2 separate regions of the Sus scrofa genome follow, and region 2 is linked to region 1. The links are chromatin contacts, called in public Hi-C maps. All regions are on one chromosome and are shown on one strand. Each heading gives the region's core, a stretch centred on a gene start, on an enhancer-like site or on the middle of the called end of the contact. The rest is flanking DNA. Distances are from core to core; before and after follow the strand shown. Region 1 overlaps RPS6KA2 (ribosomal protein S6 kinase alpha-2). Region 2 has its middle 10 kb from the start of SFT2D1.

Region 1 (3,317 bases), core at 421-2,920:
CGTTGTAGCAACCCTTGGGCTGTAACAGTAAATAAGGACCAGGGGAAGGAGGCCTTCCTGCCGGGCGGCGGCTCCCTAATGCCTCGCGGCGGCTCCCTAATGCCACGTGGCATGTTCCGTCTCCCTTGCGGCCAGTTTCGGTGTCTTGTATTTACAAGGTTTGGGGGGCTGAGCAGTTGATGTGTGTCTGTGTTGTGGTCTTTTAATGTGAAGACAACATTTTCCCGTTTTTTTCCTATTATAATGATAAAATATTTGATGGAATAGCAAAATAAGTGAAAACACACTTGAGATTTGCAGACTTCTAGTCTGTCCCAGATAGTTTGGCTTCGTGACTTTAAGATGCTGACAAGCCAAAGAGGGTTTTGTATTGCTTCATAAATGTACAGAATGTGTATCTCTTTTCTCCCTCAATATAAAAGGACTCTACCGCTTTACAGATGTAGTCTCTATGAGGATGGGGGTTCAATCCCCAGGCTTGCTTGGTGGGTTAAGGATCCAGTGTTGCCGCAAGCTGCAGTGTAGGTCACAGATGTGGCTCAGATCTGGTGTCGCTGTGCCTGTGGTGTAGGCCTCAGCTGCAGCTCAGATTCGACCCCTAGCCCTGAAACTTCCATGTGCCGCAGGTGCGGCATGAAAAAAAACGACCTTCATGTAGCAAAGCAGATACTCACTGTAGCAGTGGGTGTATTTCTTCATCTCATAACCTTTTTCCTGTGCCTTTCTATCTCCACACGTGTGCTCACACATCCACCCCTGTGCTCACACATCCGCACCTGTGTCACAACCTCAACTCAGCAGCTATGTGTGTTTCTATATTTACATCAGCCCTTTTATACACTTTGCCAACACCAAATCATACTTTGTATGTTTTCTTAACATTTAAAAATTGTCCCCCCGATTCTTATTATTCTAACAACCATAGAATCTCCCATCATGTAGCGGTGCCATAACGTATTTGTACAATTCTTTGTTTAATATTTGGCCAGTGTTCAATTTCTCACTGTAATTTTAAAAAACACGATGATAAACATTTACCTAAGTCTCTATCTTTGGATAAACTCCTAGAAGTTATTGGGTTAAAGAATTTGGTTTTTTTTTTTTTTTACTTAAATGTTTATTTTACATCTTGGAGGTCTTCTGCAAAACAATATTTTTAGGCCTAACTTAGGAAGAACATTTTTCCCCCTGGGGTGAGTGTTCGGCTCAGGCCCGGGAAACACACGCAGGTGGCTTGCAGCATTCCTGGCTGGGCGCCTGCGGAAACCAGCCCCCAGCGCGGACGGAGTCTCAGGGTTTGGCACCAGGTCGGGAGGAGCAAAGGGCGGGGCGGCCTGTATTCCGTTTCAGGAGGACACTGGGGGGAAGAACTGGAGTTTGGGGTCCGGCGGCTTCTCGTTGGCTGCAAACAATGCCAAGGGCCTTGTCTCAGGGGCAGGGAGGGGTCTTCCTGCTTTTCTTAAAAGCAGGAGACAGCCTTCCCCGGGAAAATGGGCCTCCCTGGGCAAAGGAACCGGCATCCTTCTTCGGGCTGCGCGAGTGTCCTGGGCGTGAGAGCGCCCCCTTCAGGGCTCTCCAACTCGGTTTAAAATGAGGTTTCCCTGGCGTCGCGGTGGTGGCTTATCGGAAACGAATCCCGCAGGTATCTGAACATGCGGGTTCCATCCCTGGCCTCGCTCTAGTGGGTCGGGGATCCGGCGTTGCTGTGAGTTGTGGTGTAGGTCACAGACCCGGCTCCAATCCCGTGTGGCTGTGGCTTTGGCGGAGGCCGGCCGCTGTAGCTCCAATTAGACCCCTAGCCTGGGAACCTTCATATGCTGCGGAAGCAGCCCTAAAAAGCAATAAAATAAAATGAAGTTTCCTTTACTTATTTTCGCGGTCTGATTCTGTTAATAAGAGATTTCCAGTGGGTCAACCCCTAGGGACAGGGTATGGACCGCTGGTTGCCAGGGCCTGGGGGTGGGCGTGAGGAGTGGCTCCGGGTTTCTTTGGAAGGGATGAAAATATTTTGGAATTGAATAGTGGTCGTGGTTTCACAACGTGGTGAATGCACTAAATACCACTGATTTTTACATTTCAAGTGCTTAATCTTATGGGAAATTCATCTGAATTTAGAAAAATACATATATATATGTGTGTATATATATATATTTAAATCTAAACTACAGAAACGGAAAGGCACCCCAGGGGTGGTCCAGCCCCCTGGTCGCCCTCTTTGAGCCCCTGTGGGCTCTCCCCTCCTCCCGCCCCTCTCACAACCCAGTTATTCATTGAGCCGTGTTTTGGTTAGTTGTCCCCTCATCCCTAAGTGCACAGTGCGATGGTCCTCGGGGATCGCTGCCTGCCTCTCGCTGGATGGAGGTCCTCCGAGCTGCCCTCCATCTGCTTTATCATGGACCAGCCAGCCCCCCCCCCGGGGGGGGAGGGGCAGGAGCCACCGGGAGGAACACACACTCGGCTAACGCCTGGCCTCCCCTGGGCTGGTCTCACACCCCCTTGGTTGGTTTTATCTGGAAAGGACACAGGTCACAGCCCAGAAACCAGCAAATCGCTGAAAAGGTCTGGTTTCTTGGCTGATGTAACTCACTTGTTAACCCTTTAGAGTCCAGAAGAACCCAGACAGCCCTCAGATATCTGGAGTTTTGGGGCCCCAGGGGAGGGGGAGAGGAAGGTCTCAACAGGAACGTTTATGGAAAACAAGCTCCGCCTTCCTTACAGTCGGTCCGCGGGTGAAGGCCGCACCTTATTCCTGGAGCGCGTAGCAAGGCCTCAGCAGCGAAGCTGTCCTGCAGCAGGTGCACAGGCCGGCGCTTCCTGGGACGCGTCCTCTGCTGCCCCCTCGTGGCGGGCGATGCAGGTCGGGCGGCAGGAGCCCTGCAATCGAGAGGCAATGCACAGATCCAACCCCCACCCCGGGAACCTACAGCCTGCAGGCGTGTGTGTGTGTGTGTGTGTGTGTGTGTGTGTGGTGCGTAGGGAGGTGCGGACGAACGAGCCGCAGCCACCCAGAGACACTGAAGACTCGATACCGCAGAAGAACGGCGATAAATCCAACGTCCCAACTGCTTTGGCAATTTCTAGATGGTTCCAAACGGCAGACCCCTCTGTTGGCTTGTGGCCTAATGGTGGGACAGGGCTCCGGCGGTGCCCAGCGCGGTCTCTGGTGCCGCAGGACTCTGTCCTCGTGCAAGTGTCTCTGGCGCCCTCTGCTGTTCCTCCTTTGCTGTTCCACCCTCACAAGCCCGCCGGTGGAACAAATGGTCCGACTCCTAGACGCCTAGGGATCACAGACAGGGCGAAGTGTTCTCCCGGAAGCG
Region 2 (3,317 bases), core at 321-2,820, 310 kb after region 1:
GCCCCAGGCACAGAGCTGCCTTCCCAAGCTCGGGCCTGACCTTTCCCCTGGTGGCGCTGGCACTTGTGGTTGTATCCAGGCAGAACCGTGCGGTCAAGGCCAAAGGCAATCAAGGGGTGGAGGCTCCTGAATACAAGTTAGGAAGACAGAGCGAGAAAGAGAAAAAGAAAGAGAGGGAGGGAAGAGGAAGAAATTTGCCAGGTTGTTGTCAGTTTTAACAAACGAAATATTTTGGGCTTTCGATCAAACACACCCGTCAATGCCATGGACCTGCCTCCAGGAGGATGTTGCTTTTCCTGCTCTAAGGTGTGCTCCCTGGGGACACGGTCCCTGGAAGAGACTCCACCCCAGGCTCCTGGGGAGCAAGGAGCCCCTGAGAGACAACTGGAACCAGCATCACCTGCTCCCCTCCTGAGTGTGGGTGGAGCCCAAAGCACCTCTTTTTTTTCAACTCAGTGGAGTTCCTGGGCCAGGGATCAGACCCAAGCCGCAGTCACAACCTAAGCCTCAGCTGCAGCAACCCTAGATCCTTAACCCACTGTGCCGGGCTGGGGATTGAACCTGCGTCCCAGTGCTACCACGACGCTGCTGATCCCGTTACACAACAGCTGGAACTCCAAGTGTCTTTTTTTTATATGTGATTTTTTTGCATTTTATTATGCTGCAGTCTCTAACGTGTCTAAAATGGACATTTCCGCAGACAAAACCCAGAATGCTTCGGGGACATTTTAAGCCTCGTTTATAAAATCAACGACCTCCCATGGATCCCCACATCCCGTAGGATACAGTCTCTTTATTTCTCCACTTTTGTCCTCATCATTCTCTCTAGATGAACAAGCTGTGATCTTTCCTTTTCTTTTCTTCCGGTCTTTTGTCTTTTTAGGGCCGCACCCGTGGCATATGACTAGGGGTCGAACCGGAGCCACAGCTGCCAGCCTACGCCACAGCCACAGCAACGCAGGATCCGAGCCGCGTCTGTGACCTACACCACCGTTCACAGCAACACCGGGTCCTCAACCCACTGAGCGAGGCCAGGGGTTGAACCCATGTTCTCGTGGATACTAGTCGGGTTTGTTACCCCTGTGCCACGACGGGAATTCCTCCCTTACTACTTTTTTTTCCGCCAGGAAAAGACCTACCCAGCACCCTATGATCCCGCAGCCTTGATAATTTTTGAAATTTATTTCAAAACGTGTTTATTGGCGTCTAGTTGACTTGCACTGTCGTGTTAGTTTCAGGGGGGCAGCAGAGTGATTCAGTTGTACTGATTTACCTATGGCCACTCTTTCCCAGACTCTTTTCCTACGTGGGTTGGTTATTACACGGCATCGAGTAGACTTCTCTGCGCTGCCCGGTGGGTCCTTGTTAGCCCTCTGCCTTACACCCAGGAGTGTGTGCAAGTTAATCCCAGCCTCCTGCTTATCCCCCACCCTCGCCCCCAGCGTCACCGTCAGTTGGATTTTGAAATCTTCGACTCTGTTTCCGTTTTCTGAACCCAAAGCATCTCCCCGCTCCTTTGTTTTCCTCGGGCTCGAGACTATTTTGTGACAAAATCCTGCCATCTTGTGGCCTCGTGAGAGTCAAGCGCTGAGGTCATGTGATTTGTGTTGAGCTAATGTTTGTCGTGAGGAATGAAAGTCACTTTAAAACCCACATCCATCCTCCTCAGAGACGTTCCCGTTGATCTACGAACACGTGCAGGAAAACTCCCACCTAAAGGTGGCCCCGACCAGAGCTGGCGTCTGCGCGGGTCAGGCAGAGGCAAGGACTGTGAGCAAAGAGCTTCCGATTGTGCCATCGCTATTTCCTTTGTAACCAGTCCTTCCACAGAGATGACACGGATGCAGAATACGTTGCCCCTTCACAGCTCTCGTGTGTCCTCTGCGGTCAATAAACTTTCGGGTTACGCGGCTGCACCTGCCTCTCCCCCGACTCACTCAGCCCAGCTGGCCTCAGCTCCAACGCCGACCTTGCAGTTGGCTCCAGAGGGGTGCTCACCTCTCCGTGGTCCCCAGGCTGCCCGCCCCACTCCCACCTAACCCCGGTTAAGCCACTCGAGTGCTGGTGGAGCCCTCCTGGGGAATGGCCACTTCGCACAGAGTCACTCTTCCCCAGAGGCAGCTCCCACCGTGACAGGCGGATGCAGAAGTGAAGGCCTGGGCCTTTCCCCTGCTCACAGGAGCCTCTGCAGGGCGCTCCCCTACTCCCCCCACCCGGCTGGGCTGGAGGCCTGGCTTTGAAGATCTGTGACCACACCCGGCCATGCCCGAGGGGCGTGCACGCCTGCTCCCGCCGCTCCCCCGAGGTGCTGGCCCTGGGTCCTGCACAGACATCCGCTTCCCTGTCTCCAGGGAGCCCAGCCTGGCCAGGCGGTGAGGATCTGATCTGTCTGGGAGGGAGGGCCATCGCCCGAGTGTCATTGGCCGGTGGAGTGGGAGCCGTGTCAGCACAGGAGCAGGGCTACCGAGAGGCAAGGCTGCTGGCTACGAGGGCTGCGGCGTAGGCTCCACAGAGTCGAGATGGAGAGGAGAAGGCAATGAATACAGATTTGGAAAGAAAAATCTCAACTTTGGCAGCAAATCCTTGTATTTACACAAGCATGCCTCCAAATCCGCCTCCTGAATAAAACTACCGTGGCCTCTCCTTGTTTCTGGGCATTGGTGGGGACTCGGGGGGGAGACCAGTGCCTGTCCGTCACCGAGGGGGCCTTTAGCGGAAGCTCTCCCTCCGTGGCCTGGGGCTCTGCATTTCCAACAGGCTCCCAGGTGCTGCCCCCAGGGACCACTAACCAAAGTTAAAAGTCCCTGTGTATTGTCTTGTTTTCGTTCATTTCTGGTGAAATATCATGTCAAAAACTCATTTGTGCTTTCTTCAAGGGTGAGATGGTATCTTTTTCTTCTCTGAACAAAGTGCCAAGTGCACAATAAACACACATACATCCACTGATCCCTTAAGGTAAGATTGTGCTATTTTTAATCGGATTGTAATTTAGTTGCAGTAATCTGCACTTCTTGTAGAGATTGCGTCCTGGTCACAGGTAGCATGGAGTGCGTTTATTCACGTGGGTTATACTGCAGGGCATTTCTGTCAACTAATAGGGATGCAGCAAATGGATTAGGGGAATAAATGGTCAAAATGCTGGATTCACTTCTGCTTTTAAGCTAGCAACCTCCAAAATTTGTTTATAGCTGGTGCATTAATTCAAAATTGTGAGAGGTTCACTTGTTTTCAGGGACAAATGAGTTTCCTGAAGGCCTTGATGCATGTTCATAGAGTGACTGGAAGTTACTTTTTTTTTCCTTTTTAGGGCCACACCT

What was found. Hi-C and Micro-C count contacts between places; a contact is called where the count stands out from the background.
Region 2: a Hi-C map of retroperitoneal adipose tissue shows a contact between it and region 1, with 2.5 times the contacts expected there. The contact joins two enhancer-like sites. A contact is called at or near these places in 14 of 47 Hi-C or Micro-C datasets (alveolar macrophages, brain, embryonic fibroblasts and 9 more) and 1 of 2 datasets of contacts at active chromatin or transcription factors (skeletal muscle).

Annotation. Positions count from the first base shown.
Region 1 is chr1:2,254,786-2,258,102 of Sscrofa11.1, forward strand. All of the region lies in intron 2 of RPS6KA2 (ribosomal protein S6 kinase alpha-2), which reads left to right. Among named protein-coding and RNA genes, the nearest start is that of RPS6KA2, 53 kb to the left of the region's middle. Within about 2 kb of position 1,671, at least 19 of the 83 cell types and tissues checked have an H3K27ac peak or open chromatin away from gene starts, as enhancers often do. A contact at or near this core is called in fetal liver, retroperitoneal adipose tissue and subcutaneous adipose tissue, where this site is marked.
Region 2 is chr1:2,565,186-2,568,502 of Sscrofa11.1, forward strand. No RefSeq gene overlaps it. Among named protein-coding and RNA genes, the nearest start is that of SFT2D1, 10 kb to the right of the region's middle. Within about 2 kb of position 1,571, at least 19 of the 83 cell types and tissues checked have an H3K27ac peak or open chromatin away from gene starts, as enhancers often do. A contact at or near this core is called in fetal liver, retroperitoneal adipose tissue and subcutaneous adipose tissue, where this site is marked.